Regions from separate parts of the Mus musculus genome. Here region 1 is linked to region 2. A link is a contact called in public HiChIP or PLAC-seq data. All regions are on one chromosome and are shown on one strand. The core of a region is the stretch at or near the end of the contact, and the rest is flanking DNA. Distances in the headings are between cores, read along the strand shown.

What was found. HiChIP or PLAC-seq counts read pairs in DNA pulled down with a chosen protein or histone mark.
Region 1: a contact with region 2 is called in an H3K27ac HiChIP or PLAC-seq map of oligodendrocyte precursor cells, with 3 times the contacts expected there. The contact joins two enhancer-like sites. A contact is called at or near these places in 3 of 484 Hi-C or Micro-C datasets (the HL-1 cell line, adipose-derived mesenchymal stem cells and uterus) and 1 of 115 datasets of contacts at active chromatin or transcription factors (oligodendrocyte precursor cells).

Annotation. Positions count from the first base shown.
Region 1 is chr2:137,936,293-137,940,630 of GRCm38.p6, forward strand. No RefSeq gene overlaps it. Among named protein-coding and RNA genes, the nearest start is that of Gm14062, 62 kb to the left of the region's middle. Within about 2 kb of position 2,924, at least 17 of the 459 cell types and tissues checked have an H3K27ac peak or open chromatin away from gene starts, as enhancers often do. A contact at or near this core is called in oligodendrocyte precursor cells, where this site is marked.
Region 2 is chr2:137,806,669-137,811,071 of GRCm38.p6, forward strand. No RefSeq gene overlaps it. Among named protein-coding and RNA genes, the nearest start is that of Gm14062, 68 kb to the right of the region's middle. Within about 2 kb of position 1,828, at least 46 of the 459 cell types and tissues checked have an H3K27ac peak or open chromatin away from gene starts, as enhancers often do. A contact at or near this core is called in oligodendrocyte precursor cells, where this site is marked.

The DNA.
Region 1 (4,338 bases), core at 1,674-4,173, 130 kb after region 2:
AACCTCTTTGTGATAGAAGATTCACAGAGATATGACAGAACCCTGTCTGCCTTTGTTGACCTGGGAATCCTGTAATAAAAGCCATTTACAGCCAGAAGAGTATATGCAATTTGTCTTAGAAAAGAAGCATAGATTAAAAGAGCAAATAGACCATTATTCCTAGAAGTGCTGTGTGCTTCTCCACACAGACTTAATGTCACTTTCAAAAGAGTAGCAGCTAGCCACCTGAAATAACTGAAAACATAACACAAAATGAAGTTTATGCTTGACTAAACATCCTGATTTATGCTAATACTCTGCCTCCTGAGTGTTGCTCCATGCCTTGTTTCCTAATCATCACAGGTAATGAGTATTCTAGAAGCCATAGAGAAACACAGAAGAAACTGTCAGTGCCCACTCTATCCACTAATCCAGACAGCCACCTTCCCTGTTCATTTACAGGGCCTTCTAGTATACATAGCTACTTGGCTTCGCACAGCCTTGCAGGGCGCAGCTACCAGTGGAAAGGAGCAATATAGTGTCTGGCTGGCAGCCCATCTCAGCAGAATTATCCTGCCTGGGTCCCTGCCAATCATGCAATAATGAATTGCTTTGGTGGAAAAGATCAAACAATAGGGAAGGCCTTAAGAGGAAAAAACACATCTGTTAAGAACTCCCACCAAAAAATGTTGCAAAGTGTTTTTGTTTATGAAATAATTCAAATCTGAAGCTGACTCAAGGACAACTTAGCAGCCTTAGGAGGAGAGGAAAACAGACATAAAGACTAAATCCACTGAGGATAATTTTAAAACAACAAACACACTCACACTCAAACAGACACACATACACACTCAGACACACGTGTGTGCATGTGTGTATGTTATAGATAATATAAAGTATTATAATATATAACTTCAGAATGACTGTTTCTATGCATCTAAGATAAAAGGATTTCAGCAATTCGCAGAAATGCTTTAGACACAGCACATGTGATCCTAATTTAGTGTTGTTTGTAAAGATTTTAAGTTCTTGGCTTTGGAGTTGATTACAAGTAATTTAAATGAACAGAGCTAAACATTTGTTTTCTGGCATATTTCCTAGGAATTCTCTCTGTTAGTCAACAAACCCTATAAGTTCTAGTAATTACAAGACCTTGGTATCATCCACCTATATCCTGTAAATCAAATCTTCTCTCGGAAAAGGAGAAAGGAAAAGCCTGCCATTTCCCAGGCAGTGAGTTCATACATTAGGCACCTGCTTCATTACACCTTGAGCCTTTAAAAAAGCATTGTTATTCATTTACAGTTCAAATGTTGTTCCCCTTCCTGGTTTCCCCTCTGCAACCCGCCCCATCCTATCTGTCCTTCACTTTGCCTCTTTGAGGGTGCTCCCCCACCACACTCCCATTCCTGCCTCACTACTCTAGCATCCTCTTAAACTGGAGCATCAAGCCTCCACAGGACCAAAGTCTTCTCCTCCCATGATGCCAGATAAGGCCATCCTCTGCTACCTATGCAGCTGGAGCTATGATTCCCTCCATGAGTACTCTTTGGTTGGTGGTTTAGTCCCTGGGAGCTCTGGGGGGTCCGGTTAGTTGATATTGTTATTCTTCCTATGGGTTTGCAATCCCCTTCAGCTCCTCAGACCTTCCCCTAGCTCTTCCCTTGGGGTCCCCAGGTTCAGTCTGCTGGTTGGCTGTGGGTATCTGCACCTGTTTTGGTCAGGTGCTGGTAAAGCCTCTCGGGAGACACCTATACCAGGATCATGTCAGCAAGCACTTGTTGGCATCAGCAATAGTGTCTGTGTTTGGTGTTTGTAGATGGGAAGGATCCTTACATAGGTGGGGCTGTCTATGGATGGCCTTTCCTCAGTATCTGCTCCATTTTTTTTTCTTTTGTCTCTGCATTTCCATTAGGTAGGAATGATTCTGGGCTAAAATTTTCTGAGATGGGTGGGTGCTGGAAGTTGGAAATAACCCACATGTCCCTCAATGGAATGATGGATACAGAAAATGTGGCAAATTTACACAAAGGAATACTACTCAGCTTTTAAAAACAATGGCTTCATGAAACTTTCAAGCCAATGGATGGAACTAGAAAAGTCATCTTGTGTGAGGTAACCCAGACACAAAAGAACACACATGGGTATGTACTCACTGATAAGTGTGGATAATTAGCCCAAAACCTCAGAATCCCCACCATACAACTCACAGACCATGTGAAGCTTAAGAAAGTAGAAGACCAAAGTATGGATGCTTCAATTGTACTTAGAAGAGGGAACAAAATAATCACAGGAGATAGAGGGATAGAGGAACCTGATAGGGAGAGGGGAGAGGGAGGGAAAAAGGGAGGGTCATGTATGAGAAGAGTCAGGAGAGAAGTAAGAAGGTCAGGAAATTGAACAGAAATATGTAGCAGTGAGGGATGGGGAGCCAGGGGTAGCCAGCAGAAGGTCCCAGATGCCAGGAAGCAAGAGGTTCCCAGGACCCAAAGGGGATGTCAGTAGCTGAAATGCCCACCAAAGGGAAACTAGAACCTATAGAGACCATCTGGAGATGTCCAGTAGCTAGGCACTACAACTTGATCCTTGATATGCTAATTGTGAATTTCATTCTTCTGAATGAGTGCTATGACAGTTTCAGTGTGGTAGAGTTTTCTGTCCGGTGACTATTCAGCAACCCCAAAATATTTAACACAAAACTCCAAATGTATATCTGCTGGAATTGTGAAATCAGATTGAGTTTAAAAATTCATAGCCAAGATGACTGTATTACAAACTAGCCAGGGAGCCTCCTGTTGCCCTTTCTTCAAATGCAAATAGTTTCTCTGGACCTAACAAAAGCCCAAGAAACCGGACAAAGAGTGACAGGCTTTGGACAGGAAAAGGGAGTCCCTAGCACGGAGTTATAAATAGGTTTCTTTTGCGTGGTTTGCATAGAAAGCTCTCAGTGTGGCCTGGCTGTTGCTGTCCCTGTCTTCTCACAGATTGTCAATGCAGACAGCCGGAAGGGCCTTAGAGAGAAGGGACAGAATTAATAAAGATTAGTCAGAGTGTTTCGGGCAGAACTTTGGCAACTCTTGATTGACAACCCCCAGTCCTGGAGGCAGAGAGGTCATCCAAAATGCAGATAAGGGTCACGTGACAACCACAATGACAGTTGTCCCACAGCACCCAACAGAAACTTGTGTCAAGACTCTCTGCAGACATTTTAATACGTAGATACTAAAGTCCCTGATGCAAGCAAAATGGCCTTGTATTTGCATATGGCCTGTCTGCTTTGAAGCATTCTAGATTATTTATACCATGTGAAATATGATTGATGTGAATGTAATTGTTAAACTGCACTCTTTGGTGAGTGAATTATGACAAAATGGTCAGAATATGCGCTGGGAAATTTTTGAAACTACTTTCTATGTACAATTGGTTGAAGGTGTAGGGGTGTAACCCGATACACTGAGGGTTTTTGGAGCAGGATTGCCTCACCAAATCCATTTGCTTTTGGTCTGGTTGCTGACTCTGGTTTCAAGTACTCTGTCCTTCAGCTGGGGTGGAGCAAACTACAGCAAACAGCAAAGGCCCAGGTGGGATTCTTGTGCTTCAGAGGGTAAGGGCACAGAAGGAAAGCATGCAAAGCCTCTTGGAATTTCTCAGGAATAAAAAGAGTTTGCCACTCATTAAGCCTGTTCTTCAGGAGCTTCAGGCTTTACGGACCTGATCATATCTGTGTCATAGGGAGTATGTTCATCACAGCCTCTAGTCTTTCTTTCCCTAAGCCCACAATAATCCACCACTTATCTGTCTGTGTGTATACATGTGTGTAGAGGGGCCAGGGAATGGACTCATGACCCAGAGTAGATTGCCCATACTTCATATATTTATACATATACATATATATTCTGTACATGCATGTCTAAATTAAAGGTTAACTTAAAATGAAACACAGTAAAAGATTAAAAACAATAACTAATAAGAACAATTATAACAGAATACTATCAATAAAAGTTACTTACATGAACAAAGCTAAATTAAAAAATTGCTTATTTCTGAAAATTTCCATTTATTAATTTGGAAAGTGGCTGATTGGAACAAATAAAATTGTAGATCACAAAACATAAAGGAATAGGGCTTAGTACTTGCTTCTCTCTACCTGTTCCTTGATTCTGAAGTCTCAGGTTAGTGGGATGGATCTGCTGGGCTATCTTTGTTGCAGAGACAAAAGCTTTAAGCTGTGGCAGTAACTCAGCTCCACTACACGCGGTCGTATCCTGCATGTGGGTAGCATCTCAGGCTATGGGAAGAATACGGTACTTATATTTGTCCTCTCCACATCACTGGGGATATGTTCCATCACCCCAGGGA
Region 2 (4,403 bases), core at 578-3,077:
CGAAGTCCTTTTAATTCGCATCTCCATAATTACTGAGAACGTTAAACATTTTTGAATATTTTAAACTTTTTACTGCCTTCATTTTTTGCTTGTTTTTGTTTGTTTGTTTGTTTGTTTGTTTGTTTTTAAACAGGGTTTTCCCTGTGTAACAGCATTGGCTATCCTAGAACTCACTTTGTATACCATGCTAGCCTCCAACTCACAAAAATCCACCTGGCACTGCCTCTTGAGTGCTGGGATTAAAGACCACAGCATATAATATATTTTGACCATATTCCTTTTCCTATCAGATGATACCCACTCCCTACAAGAAATATCTGTTCCGATTAATAGTCCATTTTTAATTGCATCATTTGTTTTCTTAATTACTTGGTTATTATTGTTCTTGTTTTTTATATGTTCTAAATATTAATCTGCTACCAGATATATAGCTGGCAAATATTGTTCCCACTCTTTGCATTTCTTCTTCACTTGATTGTTTCCCTTGCTATCCATAAGACCTTTAGTTTTATGAAGTTTATATAGGCAGTCAGTGCCCTTAATACCTGACTTTCTTTAAGGATCTCACACTTATTCTTTATATCTTTCTCCGTGTATGACATTGTCACTTTCAAGATGGGTTGCTGGATATATGATCTTCATTTTGCTTCTCTAAGTTTTCTGACCTACCACCAGGCATGAAGTAGCACTGCTGAGGATGCTAGAGGCAACAGTTAGATTACCTCTTTGCAGTAATGTAATGGGTAGAAAAAGACCCCAAGTTTTATAAACAGTATGTTGGGCTCTATCAAGGTGACATAATGGTTTTGTGATGGGAGACATCTCTGCTGACCCCTGAGGGTCATGGGGAAGCTGTCATACATTCTTGCTTTTTCAGTGATGTCCAGGGCTGTGCTTTCCATGAACTCTATCATAACAGATCTGACTGAATGAACCAATCAATCAGTGATGGCTGGAGGTTCTGGCCTTGGCCGTGGGAAGCACTTTGGTTTATGGAGCCTTTAAACTTCTGTTATGAGGAGCTGTTTAGACAAGTTAAGTTGTACAGTTTCACTTTGGGGAGGAAAGAGATTTTCCTTCAGTTTTTATTCATTACTTATTGCAAAAGTGATTTTGCAATGACGGATTTCGAAATTTCTTCCTGGGCTTCTAAACCACCATGGTGTTCAGCAAGCCCAAGCAAGTTTTCAAAAGCAGGGTTTTCCCTTCAAGTCTTACCTCTCAAGCTGCTAGAAGGAAGCTTTGCATATCCGTGTATGTGTAGGGCACAGAACTGATACAAGAATGGTGGAAGGACTGTAGCAGTAGGTGATGGATGTGTCCTCAGAATTTTGCCCCTCCTTAAATACTTCCCATTGATCACAAAATCTCCTGCTAAGATACAGGTTCTGTGGCTTGCCTTACAGCACACTGTTCGTGAGTCCTATTTTGTGCTTCTCTAGCATGGTTTCCACTGTATAATTTCCAAAGCAAAGACACTGAAGCTTGTTCCAGAAATGTCCTTTTCAATGATTGAGCAATGAAATAAATACACACACACACAAAAAAAGCAGAATGGGGGAAATGGTGAGTGTTTGAGTCATTGGGTAGTTTTGTCCTTTTCTGTATTTTTATTAGAGTTTTCTTTTATGATTATTGATCTCCATTAGCATTATAATTATAAATACTTGATAAGTTTCTCTCTTTGATCTGGCCTACTTGTCATTCAACAGTCTTTTAAAGGGTGGATTCTTTCTTTCAATCTTGACATTTGCTATTGTTCTCATCCCTGAATGGCTTGCTTGCTGCTCTCAAAAGCTGCCCAGCATCACTGAGAGAGTATATTGCAGTATCAAGTACCATGGCTTCAGGCTCTGCCACAGCTGCCCACTTTCTAAAAGCTCCCTTTATTCTTTACAACTGCACTTACTCAATTGAGACTAACAAATGTCAGCTCTTTTCTACCTTTCATACAGCGGGTGCATGCACGAGCACAAGCACTCGCACGCGCGCGCGCGCGCACACACACACACACACACACACACACACACACACACACACACAAACCCCTTGCAAGTGTAATAAATCCCTATTTCTGCACAGGATGCATTAATATACCTTGCAATTGCCTGCCCCTGTTGGTTTTAGTCCTTGGCCCTTTTATTCCCTTCCTTTGTACTTCAGCTTCCTCAGCTCCGGTATTCCCAGCCTTAAAATCCAAGTTGCAAATGCAAAAAAACAGGCCCACCCATTTAGGAGGAATTGAATGGTTCTGATTGTAACAAACATACTTCTGCATGGCTCTGCTCACTGAAGCACTCCGAGTTTGGCTCATGAGAAGCAGCAAATCTTAAATTCAAGACTAATCTATGAGTCTCAGACTGAAAAGCACTGTGGGGGAAAACGGGAATAGGCAATGGAGCATTGTGTTACAGAACATTATATACAATAGGCACACTATATTATGGCATATATTGTATGTATCTGCATACAATATATTTTTTACCAGACCCCATACACATACACATGTGTGCATACATACACACATGCATGTGCATACACACACACACACACACACACACACACACACACACACACAGGACACCGCACACAGAGAAAAAAATAGAATCTTCCTACTCAGTGTGATTTGGTTTTTTTGCTTTTTTTTCAGCCTCATATAGTAATATTACTTCTTAGAAATAGCTATATTTTGATGTCTAGAATTAACCATGATGATAATAGCAGTAGGCAGTTTCCACAAACATGAAGATGGATCTATCTTCATTGAGTAAAACATATGAGATGAAAAACCCCTTTACTTCATCGCAGCCCACTAGGTAATGATCAAGGCTTTCCATACAAAGCTAGAAGTTTTCTGAAGACTTATTTATGGTTTTATAGAACAACTTAAAGGATTATTAAATTCATACGGACCTGTGAGTGCCCATGTCTCTTTAAAAATATGAATGGGAGCTTTCTCCAATCCTTGAAGAGTCAAGAGGTAGGTCATACTTGAGTGGTAGTATTTGCATATAGAATTTCTAAGGTTCCTTTTCAAACCAAAATTTCGTGACTCTCTGCTAATGCCATTTTTATTTTCATTCATTCATTCACTCATTCATTCATTCATCTCAAAGAACAGTCTACAGACCTTAAGCATTGACCTCAAGGTACTGCAGGAGACTTGGTTAGGAATGCCACCTGCCGCCTGAGGACCTGTACCACAAAAGGTCTCATATATACATAAAAATAGAGAAGTCCAATGGTCCTAATCCTTTTATTTATTGAATAATAAACTAATTGCCAAAACATGAAATGAATTCCCAAAGTTGCTACATGAATTTACAGCTCCTACAATTATGATTTTATTGTATGAATCAACTGTTTCTTTTAGAGTCTCTCTTTCCTGACTGTTTGGTTTTATCATTGATGTCTTGGGCTTGGCATGACACTATAGACATTTCCTAAGTCACCTGCATTAGGACCTTCTGCATTGGCAATGGTTTTGAGTGCATCACCCTCTAGGCACTTTCAGGCACTGAACATTTGAAAAAGGACTGGGACTGTTCAGTGCTAGAGGAGAAGACCTCTATCTTTATGTTATAGTGATGGCTCAGCTTTAACATGGGAAGGGGCATTTAAGGGCTTTGGTTTAGATAGAATGGAATATAGTAGTACCTTCACCTTTATTACAGGAAAAACAGATTACATTTGTCTTAGTACAAGAATAGTGTCCAACAAAAAAGAATCAAGGTTGTTATTTAAGAAATTGGGAAAAGAAGTAAAAGAATCTTTAGGTTCTTTTGTGAACTGAGCAATGTGTATGAACGTTCATAAACAAGCTAGGGCTCAAGGATGCCACAAGAACAAGGCTCACAGAATCAACTAAGCAGGAATCACAGAGACTAACGCGACAATTACAGAGCCAGCATGGGTCTATGCTAGGTCCTCTGCATATATGTTATGGTTGTTAGCTTGGCGTTTTTTGTGAGACTTCTACCTTGGGACTGGGGTGCTTTTGACTCTTATCTGCTCTTTGGACCCTTTTCCTCCTACTGGATTGCCTCACTTCACCCTGATTTGAGGGTTGGTGCCTAGTCTTTTTGTATCTTATACCGTGCTTCTCCTATCTGTCTGGGAGGCCTGCTTTTTTTGTGAAGGTAAACAGAGGAGTGGATCTGGGGTAGGAGTGTGGGGAGCAGAAAAACTGTCATCAGGATGTACTGAAAACAAAGAAGAAATAAAAGGAAATAAAACAAAATTAAAAAAAATCTGTTTTGCTTTTGGAGTTTTTGAGAGGCTTGGTGGATAGTTTGGCCACGACCATGTCCTTGCTTGTTTAGTCAAGCATTGTGTCTAGTGGAGACTTGTCAATGATTTGCATGTAATAAAAAGCCTGGGAACATGACCAATGTTCTGGTAAG